Regions from separate parts of the Macaca mulatta genome. Here region 1 is linked to region 2. Evidence: chromatin contacts called from public Hi-C data. All regions are on one chromosome and are shown on one strand. Each heading gives the region's core, a stretch centred on a gene start, on an enhancer-like site or on the middle of the called end of the contact. The rest is flanking DNA. Distances are from core to core; before and after follow the strand shown.

The links. A called contact is a pair of places that touch in the nucleus more often than the background predicts.
Region 1: a Hi-C map of fetal cortex germinal zone shows a contact between it and region 2, with 2.0 times the contacts expected there. The contact joins the promoter of ELAC1 here to the promoter of SMAD4 in region 2. A contact is called at or near these places in 4 of 14 Hi-C or Micro-C datasets (CD4 T cells, fetal cortex germinal zone, fetal cortical plate and 1 more).

Annotation. Positions count from the first base shown.
Region 1 is chr18:41,321,541-41,328,121 of T2T-MMU8v2.0, reverse strand. It overlaps ELAC1 (elaC ribonuclease Z 1), which reads left to right and starts at 1,515. Exons shown (of 5, transcript XM_015121990.3): 1 at 1,515-1,587; 2 at 1,887-3,130.
Region 2 is chr18:41,265,708-41,271,599 of T2T-MMU8v2.0, reverse strand. SMAD4 (SMAD family member 4) reads left to right here and starts at 1,449. Exons shown (of 12, transcript NM_001261090.1): 1 at 1,449-1,844. It overlaps LOC106994516, which reads right to left and starts at 2,064. Exons shown (of 2, transcript XM_077975417.1): 1 at 1,410-2,064. The coding sequence starts at 1,857.

The DNA.
Region 1 (6,581 bases), core at 266-2,765, 56 kb before region 2:
CTTTGGGACACTGAAGCGGGTGGATCGCTTGACTTTAGGAGTTTGAGACCAGCCTGGGCAACATAGTGAAACCTCATCTTCAAAAAAAAAAAAAAAAAAAAAAAAAAAAAATTAGCTGGGTGTGGTGACTTGCCTGTAGTGCCAGCTACTTGGGAGGTTGTAGTCCTGTAGTCCCAGCTACGAACACTTGGGAAGCCGAGGTGGGAGGATTGGTTGAGCCCAGGAGTCAGAGGTTGCAGTGAGCTGAGATCGCGTCACTGCACTCCAACCGCGGTGATAGAGTGAGACCCTGTCTCAAAAACAAACAAACAAACCCCAAAACCAGGGACCATGACAAATTTTAAAAATCTCTCAGCACCAAAAATAATACTATCCACAAAGTCAAAGCTCCATTAATATTTGAATAAAGGTTGAAAGAGTCCAATAAGTAGATCAATTAATGATTTTTTAAAAAGTGCTGGTCTCTCTGTCCTGGTAGTTTCAAAAAACCCCACTCCGATTCCTATTTTGAAGCCGCTGGATTTTTTTTGTTTTTGTTTTTTAGACAGAGTCTTGCTCTGTCGCCCAGGCTGGAAGGCAGTGGTGCGATCTTGGCTCACCGCAACCTCCACCTCCCAGGTTCAAGCGATTCTCGTGCCTAAGACTCCCGCGTAGCTGGGACTACAGGCCTGTGCCTCCATGCCCGGATAATTTTTTTTTCTTGTTTTGTATTTTTAGTAGAGACGAGGTTTTGCCATGTTGGCCAGGTTGGTCTCGAACTCCTGAGCTCAGGCAATCCGCCCGCCTTGGCCTCCCAAAGTGCTGAGACTACAGGCGTGAGCCACGGCGCCCAGCCAGCTGCTGGATATTTTGATCACTTCAGGTATACTGAGCATGAAATCAGTGCATCTGGCAGTACATAGGAGACTGAAATACTTTTTTTAAAGCTGTTATTCAAACTGAAGGAGTTTTTCCCTGTGATCTATAATCGCCACGTGCCCGTTCTGTATACGGCCATCCTGGGCTTTTTCAATCCCACGTCCACTACCTAAGAGAACACGTCTGCAAGGCTTGGAGTGAGTACGGTACAATCAGCTTCAGATGTTAAGCAAATATTCCAACCTGGAGTAGGAAAATGGAATATGGATGGGGTTTTATGAAGGTGAATGTTCAGGCAAAGGATCTTAGTGGATGAAAGACAGTAAAGATTCCTCCCAACCAAAGACCAAAAACGACACATATGAGCAAAACATCAGGAAGAACACTCCTGTGTGGAAAATATTACACGGAAAACAAAAGAAGAGTCACTTTTTCCCTTTTGGTTTAGCCCGCTCTGTTCCTCAGGTCGACCGTCACCACCTGACACACAGCGACCTGGGAAGGAGGTAAACGCAGACACTGCCCTCGCTGCCCAGGGGAAGCCCAGAAGCGCGCCCAGAGCCAGGCCCCGGGCGGGTGCCACCGAGCGCGGACCTCCCTCGCATCCTAGAGCGGCCGCGCGGGACCCGGCCGGCGGCGCACTTCCGCCAGGGCGCATTGCAGCCCCGCGGACGGTTGGGCCAGGGTGTGGGCCTGCGCCTCCCTCGGCTTCTGGCGCGGGCCTCGAGGGTGAGTGCGGTGGGCATGCCAGAGGGGGGCGGGCGCGCTTCCTCGGGACTCGCCGGCTCGACCAGGCCCGGCCCGGCGCCGGGGACCTAAGCCTGGGGAGCGCCCGGGAGCGAGGACGCGCCTCGTTCACCGCCCCGGGCCGGAGCCTCGGCCGCCAGGCGCCGCCGCCCACCCCGCCTTTTTCGAGGCTAACACGGTCTCATGGGGGAGCCTGAGCTCTCTAGAGGCGGAAATCTGGCCTCTGGCCCTACCTGTACCTCGGCCTCTCACTTTCCGCCTCCCGGCCCCGGTTCTTTCAGCTCTAAGATGGAGGACGGCGGTTATCTGCCCTGTGCACAACGCAGGGTGATTGCAGGGTTGACACGGCCTGTCTGAAAACGAAGGAGCTCTGGTTCTCAACCCGGCAGCCAGTAGAATCGTTTGGGAAGCCTCCAAATGCTGATGCCCCATCATCACCGGGGAATTGTGATCTGTGGCCAGGACCGAGATCCACGGGCCCAGAGTGAAATGACAGTACTGTGATCACGACTGGAATATGCACTTCGCCGAATGTGGATCACAGTCTTGAGAAAGCAAGCAGCTGGGTTTTTGTTTTTGTTTTTTGTCCAAGAAGACAGGGACCTAATCTGGTTTGCTCGCATTTAATTCCTAGTGCCTAGAATGGTGCATGTCCCAAAACATGCACCATTGATGAAATAATTTCTAATTATTTCCCGACCTGTTTGGAGGGTTTTCATTATATTTGTTTTAAATTATTATGGAAACCTTCAAGTCGTATATGAAAATTGAATAGTATACTGAACTTCCAATTCATGATCAATCCTGTTTCATCTGTTACCCTCTCCCCCACTGTAGTATTTGAAAGCAAATCTGAAATGTAACATTCCATCTGTTATCTTGTTCATGTTTATAAAACACAATGACACCTTTTAAAACATAAAGCCGTTATCAGTGTGATTAGCACCTCATTTTACCCTCTACTATCCAGTCAGCATTTACATTTTCGTAGTTGTCTTTCTCCTCTTCCCCGGTTTGTCCAAATCAGTATCCAAACAAACTACACACGTTCCATTTGGTTGATGTCTGTTAGATCTCTCTTAATCTTTTCCCCTCTGTGTCTATTTTGTTCCCCGTATTTTACTGGAAGAACAAGTCATTTGTACGGTTCACGTTTTCTACATCCAGGATTTTGCTTTTTCCATCTCCTTTAATAAGCAGATATTTAGACCTGCAGCCTTGTTCAGGTCAGGTTCTATTTTTTGGCAAGCGAGCTTAATGGGGGATTACTGTGTTTTTCACATTGTATCACGCCAGGAGCTAGAGAGCATCTTGCCTCTTTGTGGACCTTTTAGCATCATAGGGTAACAGTTGACCAGGGAATGCCAGCAAATACATACAAAAGAAATGAGACACTATCACCTTTTGGCAACCTCTAATGAAATAATGGATTCTGGCAATGATCACTAGTGGCTGTTAACATCAGAAAGAGAGACAGCTAGACAATGCGTGCTGCCTAATGGGGTGCTTCCATCAGACAGCACAGGTTTGTCTTATCAAGTATTCTTGGAGTAATGGGGTTGGTGTGTATAGATGAAACATGATTGCCTATGAGTTAACAATTGTTGAAGTTCGATGATGGGTGTGTGGCATTGCATTATGCTAATTTCTACTTCTATATGTGTCTGAAGTTTTTCAGAATAAAACTTCTTTTAAAAAGATTGATTAGTTGGTGAGTTTAGATCAACCTGATCCATCCATTGCAGTTCTCTGTTATCCTTTTCACTAAGTGGTTCTCAAATCTGACTCCATGTTAGGATCACAGGAGAAGGCTTTTTATTTTTTTTTATTTTTTATTTTTTAATAAACATGTCTCACTTGCAGAATTTCCTATCTAAATGTTCTGGGATGAAGCCCAATTATTGATGTGGTTTTTTGTTTTGTTTGGGACTACAGGTGTATGCCACCATGCCCGGCTAATTTTTTATAGACACAGAGTCTTGCTGTGTTTCCCAGGCTGGTCTTGAACTCCTGGCCTCAAGCTACCCTGCCAAAATGCTGAGTTTACAAGCATGAGCCACCATACCTTCACTGATATGTTTTAAAAGCTCTCCAGGTCATTCTAATATGCCCCCGGGGTTATGTACTACTGATCTAAATCCATTATTAGTTAGGGATGACAAAGTGATTATATTCTGTTATTCCTTCTGCAGTTCATTTGCCTTTACAAATGTTAACTTTCTGCATTCTATTTATTCTTACCTATCTTGCAAATCAATAAAGAAGCCTCTGCAAATAAAGCTCCTTTATTATCAGAGGAAGACTTGATCTTGGAGGTGAAAATGTAGAGTAACACATGGAAGGGATATTAGCAATAACCTCAAGGCTATGCTTAAGGTAGAGATGCACCACCTTATGTATGACGGTTGGGGGCAGGAAATATGGGGAGAAGCTGTTTCCCAAAATGGAAAGGAAGACTAGATGGCGTGTAGTTAGAGAAGCATGTTTGGGCGTATGACACATTTCCAAAAAAAAAAAAAAAAAAATCAGCGTTAAGTAAATATAAATTTTTAAAAAATTAAATAAAATGCCACTTATTAAAACATAATCCAAAGATTTAAAAGAAAAGTTAATCACCCATGCAGCCCCCACCCCATCACTTTAATCACCCCTGAAATAACCCATATTAACAGGATGGTGTGTATCCTCTCCCACATCAGACTTCCTCTGTCTTACATAAATGTAGGGGTTTGGGGTATTGTTATAAAAATGACATCATGCCATAGCCGTCTGTAACTTTGTCATCCCTCCATGACAGTAGTTACAGAAGACTTTATTAGCTGCAGAATAAATAGTTGATAGAATAAACAATAGTACAAATGTACAATAAAATATTCAGCCATTTTCCTATTGACATATTTAGATTGCTTCCATATTTTAGCCAACTTGAGACCACCACAATATGCATCATTGTACATAGATCTTTATTATTTGGGTAGATTCTGAAAAATGGGAATTGCTGGGTGAAAGCATATAATTATCAACAGCATCATTATTACTGGTAATATATATTGCCAAATTATTCTCCCAAAGCATAATCGCAATTCATAACTTTGTCACCATTAGTTTGTGACAGTACCCATTTACCCTCATCCTGCTTAGCACTGGCTAGCATTGCTCCATTGATACTTGCCTGCCAACTGATGTGTGGTAAATGGTCGCTTTTTTTGTTTGTTGTGAGAGTGTTCTTGTTCTGTCTTGTTCTGTCAGCCAGGCTTGAGTGCAGCAGTGAGATCACAGCTCACTGCAGCCTTAACCTTCCAGGTTCCAATGATCCTCCTGCTTCGGCCTCCTGACAAGCTGGGACTACAAGCACATGCCTCCATGTCCAGCTGATACTTGTTTTTAATTTTTTTGTAGAGACAAGGTCTCACTATGTTGCCTAGGCTGGTCTCAAACTCCTGGGCTCAAGCCATCCACCCACCGCTGCCTCCCAAAATGCTGGGATTACAGGCATGAGCTACTGCACCCAGCCTCTTTTTTCTTTATTTTGCATTCCACTAACTAACTGAAGACTGAACCCTTATCTTTTATTTATTACTGTTAATTTTTTAAATTGATACACGATAGTTGTTTGAACCTTTTTCATGCTTATAGGCCATTTGGATTTCTTCTGTGATTCATATATATGTGTGTGTGTGTGTGTGCGCGCGCATGTGTATGTGTATATATATCCTTTGCCTGGTTTTCTGTTGCACCAGTATTTTTGTATTTTGAATGCATTTGCATAAACTTTTTTTTAGTAGTATTAACCCCCTCTCATAAGGGGGTCCAAACTATTTTTTTCAGGTTTTTTTTCCTTGTCCTTTGACTTTATGAGTCTTGATATGTATAAAAGATTTTATTTAGTTAAAATGTCTGTTTTTAAAATTTCTGGATTTTATGTCTTGCCAATAAGGGCTTCCCATCTCCACAGTTAAAGGTGTAAACATTCTCCTGATTCTTTTGAACATGTTATTGGATTTTTTACATTGAAATTTCTTAACTATGTGAAATGTGTTTTTATATACAATGCAAAGTGAGCATCTTGCTTTGCTTTTTTCTGCTAGAACAGCCAATTATGTCAGTCCCATTCATTAAAGAAACCACACTTTTTACACCTTCGTTGTATACTGTATTGATTCCAATAGGTAGTTGGTTTATTTCTGAACTTTCCCTTCCCTTTTATCTCTATTTTTGTGCCAATATTATTCTGTTTTATTTATTTATTTATTTATTTATTGAGACAGAGTCTCACTCTGTCACCCAGGCTAGAGTGCAATTGCACAATCTTGACTCACTACAACTGCTGCCTCCCAGATTCAAGCGATTCTCCTGCCTCAGCCTCCTGAGTAGCTGGGATTACAGGTGTGTGCCAGCATGCCCGACTAATTTTTGTATTTTTAGTAGAGACAGGGTTTCACCATCTTGGCCAGGCTGGTCTCAAACTCCTGACCTCAGGTGATCCACCCACCTCAGCCTCCCAAAGTGCTGGGATTACGGGCATGAGCCTCCGTGCCCGGCCTATTCTGTTTTAATTATGTCAGATTGCTGTAGTAAATGTTAATACCTAGAAAGGCAGGTCACTACTCACTGCGTTTTGGAATTTTCTTGCCCCTTCTCAGACATTTATTTTTTCTTCCGTATGATTTTTGGATTGTTTCTGTTCCAAAATAAATCCCACTGGAAATCTGATAGAATTTGCACCAAATATATCTACATTAGCTTAGGAAAGATGAACATCTCTGTGATTTCAAGTCATCCTATCAAGGACGTAATGTGTATCTCCTATTTGTGTGAATCTTTTGGGTGTTGTTCCTTTTCTGCTAACTTTATTTCCGGTAATTTTGTTTTTGCTCTTGGAATGGGTTCCCCCCCCCCTTTTTGTTTTTATCTTGTTATTGCTAAGACTGAGAAGAGTTATTGAAGTTTTTGTATCTTATATATCCAGCTGTTGG
Region 2 (5,892 bases), core at 200-2,699:
ACTTCTTCTGAGGTATATTACCTAAGAATCACATATTGATCTATTACCAAATCATGTTTTGTAATCTATCAGCTGACAGATCTTCCTTCAGTTTCGTTGACAGAAAAGATCTGAAAACTATCTGACTTGAAAAATAATTTAATATCTATTCACTAAAGGCATTTACTTTCTCAGCATAGATACCGATTTTTGAATTGTCCCTTTTGGATTGCTGGGGAAGTACTGCATTGATCCAATGCACATTAGTAATGGGTGAGAATTTTGACTTTCTTTTTTAAGGTGGGAGGACAGTTTTGAAAGGGGATGCTGTGTCCTCAGCTCCTTTCTTAAGCTGGGCAATTTTCGAAAATAGAACATACAGCAGTGGAAGATGTGGAAATGAATTCCCTTAAAACTGGTCTTCATAAATCCCAGGAGTAAGAGAACACCAGTTTGGAGCTTAAGGAGCTTTCTGGTAAAAGAGGGAATGGCCCAGGCAGTGATGTGGAGGATAGAATGAAGCACTGAGTATGAGTGATGAAGGCGTGCGGTGGGTGTAGAGAGTTTCTGGGCGACGTGACTTAAGAAATGACTTTAGAACCGGCTAATCATTAGTTTTGGAGGGACTAAAGGTAGTTCCAAAGTAGTTCCTGGTTGGTGAAAATAAATCATTAATGTGTTTTAAATGAAAAAGAAATGCATACGTCTTGTAAAAAATATGAAATAAAAGAAGCATAAAGTCAAAAGCAGAGCCTGTGCCTTCCCCCACCAAACAGGTAACCTAGTTAACTGGTGTGTCGTAGGATTCGAAGTTCCCCTCCAGCAGAGAGTGCGCCTACATCGCTTCCAACAAAATCCACTCACACTTGCAACGCCTGGCAAGGCTCTTCAATATGTGATTCCTTGACTGTTCTGTGCGTCTCTCGAGTTCAAACACCTCTGGGGCTCGTGATTTGGGGCTGCCAGACAGGGAAGGAAGGTGCGGCCAGCGTCTGTTTCTTCCCTAAGTGAACTCCTACAACATAGCCACCTTCTCCCTAGAGCTGTCGACCGGTGGTTGAAGGCCAATTTTTGTGCCTACGCAGGTCCTCCACACAGAACAAAACAAATACACAACAAAAGCCGGGCTAATAGCTATTTATAAACACTTACTGGACGCCCACTCTACGCCGAGCTCTCCCGCGCTCCTTGGGAACTTTTTTGCCAAGAGATGCTAATTTTCCCGGCGACCACTCCCTCAAGCAGGCCTTCGCCTCTGCCCGCGCGGAGGCCCAGGCCCAGGCCCAGGCCGGGATTCAGAGCCGCCCCTCGGCTGGCGCTGCCCTGCAGGCGCCTGCGCAGAGCGACTCTCGCCGTCACTTGGGGCGGGAGGCGGCGACAGCCGGGAGAAAGGAAAGCTGCGGGGAAAAAGGGCCAAACCCTGAAATTACCCGGATGTGGTCCCCGCGCGCGCATGCTCAGTGTGTTCTCGACAAGTTGGCAGCAACAACACGGCCCTGGTCGTCGTCGCTGCTGCGGTAACGGAGCGGCTCGGGTGGCGGAGCCTGCGTTCGCGCCCTCCTGCTCTCCTCGGGAGGCCCTTCCCGCCCTCCCCTCGGCTCCGCGGCCGCCCAGGGGGTGGGAGCGGGTGAGGGGAGCCAGGCGCCCAGCGAGAGAGGCCCCCCGCCGCGGGGCGGCCCGGGAGCTCGAGGCGGTCCGGCCCGCGCGGGCAGCGGCGCGGCACTGAGGAGGGGCGGCCTGGCCGGGACGCCTCGGGGCGGGGGCCGAGGAGCTCTCCGGGCCGCCGGGGAAAGCGACGGGCCCGGCGCGTCCGCGGACCAGCAGCGGCGGGAGAGCGGACTCCCCTCGCCACCGCCCGATCCCAGGTAACCGCGCCATGTCCCCTCCCCTTCCCCCGGCCGGGCCCGCGCACCCCGCCCGCGGCTTCCCCACCCCGGGGCGGGCTCCCGACTGCTGCGGCGGCGGCGGGGAGCGCGCGGAATCCGCTGGGAGGGCGACCGCGGCCGCCTGACGAGCCGGGCCGGGCGGCGGTGCCTGGCCTCCGTCCGGCCCCCAGCTTCGTTTGCAGCTCGTGGGAGAATCAAGTTAAAGTCAGACGGGACTCCTGCCGCGGCCGCCGCTCCTCTTTGTTGTTCTCGAGTAGTTTCACGGTCGCCCCGGCTGAGCGCGTTGGGTCGGTTGGAATGTGTTGCCTTAGGGTCTAAATGAAAGTTGTAAATTGTTTGTCTTAATTTATTTTCTCCAGCCAATTTCGGTTTTCTCTTTGTCCCCTACTTTCTCTTCCTAGTCTTGTCATGCCAGTTTACGCTTCTGGCTTTGATATGTTTACTTTTTGAGTATTGAGAGTGACGGCGGTATGCAGGACACATTCTTAGCACCTAACTGAACCCCTCCTTGCCCCCAATAAAACATGCTTCCTATTAAAAGACATAGTTGATCTTACTGTTAGCACTACATGTACTGAGAGTGAAATTGGTGTAGGGTGGAGGGCGGTGGCTCCATCACTTGTCCCAAACTGCTGTTAGGATTTCTCAAACTGGATTTTCAAAGGGACAAGTGTGTAGTTAACGTGAAAAGTTTATTTGCTGGTGCAGAGGCTTTAAAAAGCCCTATTGAAGATTGATAGCTGTTTCCCCTCAAAAACCTAAGTACGTTTGTTTTTATTTAAAAAAAAACCATTTTATTATGCATTATAATTTGGAAACTATTATTTCCAAATTAGTTTCTTAATGCATTTAGTTTTTGCACCGTAGTTTAAGATGGAATTGCCAGTTATTTAGGAATAATAAATACAACAGGATAATAGGGGAATTATCCTGAAATTGCCTTTCTGCAAACATATGGTCTTAGCTAATTTTTGTTAATAACCTTTGACTTTTGCCAGAATTAGCATCCTTTTAGTCTTAGTAGCAGCTTGGTTACTCGGGTGTTTAAGTAGTAGGTTCACTACTTTCTGCTGGCAAAAACCATTTAGTCTCTAAAAAAAAAAAAATGAAATGCATAATTTCGTAATTAGATTTAGATCATGGCATTTGAATAGTTTTTATGATGGATTTCATAAATTGCTTTTGCCATACCCTGCGGAGACTAAATATATACATTTCAGTTGAAATATAGGAAGTTCTAAAATGTACCTTTTTTTTTTTGATGCTGAGGACTTTATATTGGAAAGTTCTGATATGATTAATACATAATATTCCAAACTGTAAAATGATTAACATTTAAAAATACAGTTTTTTAAATTAGTGTTTCTTCCATAATGCTGTCATGATTTTGTTTACTTAAATGGGTTTGTTACAGAACAAATGTAATAGAGATAGATAGGCCAAGCATTTATAATTTGGAGTAGCTTTAGATCTAAAGATAGTGGTGAATTATGTAGGTTTTAAGTTGTTGGAATTAAAACTAAAAGCTTCTTTAGATAAAAATTGTTGTAACATTTTGTGACTATTAATAGAAGTGGCTTTTTCTTTGCTTTCCAGGTTTTTGGGTGAGTTTTAAAGAATTATTGCATCTTAGATTTTTATTTTTGAGGTGAGAGTGTATGTCTGTTTAGGTAACTGCCTTCAGTGTAAATCTTGAGTTTAGAAAAAACCAAACTGCAAATGTTTTTCAGACTTAATGAAAATTTGTACTGAGAAAGTCACTTTGAAATATTTTGGAGTAAGTTGGCTGGGCGGGGTGGCTCACGCCTGTAATCACAGCACTTTGGGAGGCCGAGGCTGGCGGATCACGAGGTCAGGAGATCGAGACCATACTGGCTAACACGGCGAAATTCAGTCTCTACTAAAAATGCAAAAAATTAGTCGGGCCTGGTGGCGGGCGCCTGTGGTCCCAGCCGCTTGGGAGGCAGAGGCAGGAGAATGGCGTGAACCGGGGAGGCGGAGCTTACAGTGAGCAGAGGTCGCGCCACTGCACTCCAGCCCTGGCGACAGAGTGAGACTCCGTTTAAAAAAAAAAAAAAAATTGGAATAAGTTTTACGTGAATGATTTTTAAAAGCCTGTGCTTCACTTTCTTAAGCTACATTTTAGTCGAGTGATTGTGTGTGAATTCTTTTTCTGTATTCCCCTTCAGTTTTTCTTTCCCCCCCAAATTAAGGAGCAAGAATTAACCTAATTTACGCTGCCCAGTTACACTCCAGCTCTCTCACTTGGAAGCAGTTTTTTTCTGATTGAGCCAGTGTTATAGTAACATCATTAGGCACTATTCTAATTGAGGTGTGAATTACTGAGGCCTCTACTAGGGAGGTTAACCCTACAGAATCTGCAGGGTTCATTATATTTAAATTGCATATTTAGGCTTGTCTAAATTTTTGCCTGTTTTGGTGAAAACATGTTGTTCTGCCGATGTTTAAACTTGCTTCATTTTATCCCTCTCTAGTTCATGACTAACCATTTTTTTCATTTTTAATTCAGTGATTTTTTTTTAGAGTGACTGGTTCTTTAAGCATCTTGTATTAGCCATTTCAATGCTCATTATGTATGTTTGGATTTCTCTTATTTTGTTGGTCTAGAAGACAGTGTAGTTATGCCAAAAAAATTTTTTTTTCTTAAAGCGATGATGAATGGTGACTCCGAGTTGACCATTAATTGTGTATAAAAGTAACCTGACTAAAATGTTTCATTGTTTTCTACAGTTAAAAGACTTAGACCAGCATAACACAGCATTTTTTTTTTCTTTGACATGGAGGCTTGCTCTGTTGTCCAGGCTGGAGTGCAGAGGCATGATCTCCACTCACTGCAAACCTCGCCTCCCAGGTTCAAGCGATTCTCCTGCATCAGCCTCCCGAGTAGCTGGGATTACAGGCGTGTGCCACCACACCTGGCTAATTTTTGTATTTTTAGTAGAGATGAGGTTTCGCCATGTTGGCCAGGCTGGTCTTGAACAACTGACCTCAGGTGATCCGCCTGCCGTGGCCCCCCAAAGTGCTAGGATTACAGGCGTGAGCCACTGTGCCTGTCCTATAATACAGCATTTAATACAGTTTTGTAAAATTACCACATTTTGTAAAATCACATATGCCAAGCATATGCTTGATCGTAAGTCAGATTTAGAATTTTTGGATTTTGTTTTCTCTTTCTAAAATGTTTAATTTTGGTAATGGGAAATTTGACTGAATTCCAGTTTCTCAGGAACAAGGTATTTTAGGTTGTGTCACCTTGACACTATTGCATGGTGTAATTGGCATCCTGGAATATTTGTGTTTAATTATGAGAGTGAATGAAAACTAGGGTAGTGCTTACATACGTAAAACTAAGATCATGCATAGTCGGATTCTTACAGTTTATAAGGTTCTTATAATCTAAGCCTTGATAAGTTGCTACTGCAAATTATATCATAGATCAGATAAGTACCAAAGACCAATTGTAGAGAGGGTCTGTTAACATTTTAATCAGTTTAAAATTGGTGGTAACAGTAAAGACCATTCGGCTCAAAGAATGTATTTCATTATTTATATTTCAAATGAGAATTTTTTGCAGTTTGGAAAACTTGTAAATGTGTTGAATTCATCTTTTTATTGCTTTTTTACTCCCAACGTTTAGGGCAATGGTCTTCTCTTCTCTCCTGTCTTTGTTTCTCTCTCCCTTTCTCCCTCCCTCCTTTCTTCTTTTCTTTTCTTTGGTTTTTTTTTTTTTTTTTTCCCTGAGACGGAGTTTCGCTCTTGTCGCCCAGGCTGGAGTGCAGTGCAATGGTGCGATTTTGGCTCACTGCAACCTCCACCTCTTGGGTTCAAGCTATTCTCCTGCTTCAGCCTCCTGAGTAGCTGAGATTACAGGCGTGCGCCACCATGCCAAGCTAATTTTTTTGTATTATTAGTAGAGGATGGGGTTTCACCATTTTGGCCAGGCTAGTCTTGAACTCCTGACCTCAGGTGATCCACCTGCCTCAGCCTCCCAAAGTGCTGGGATTAT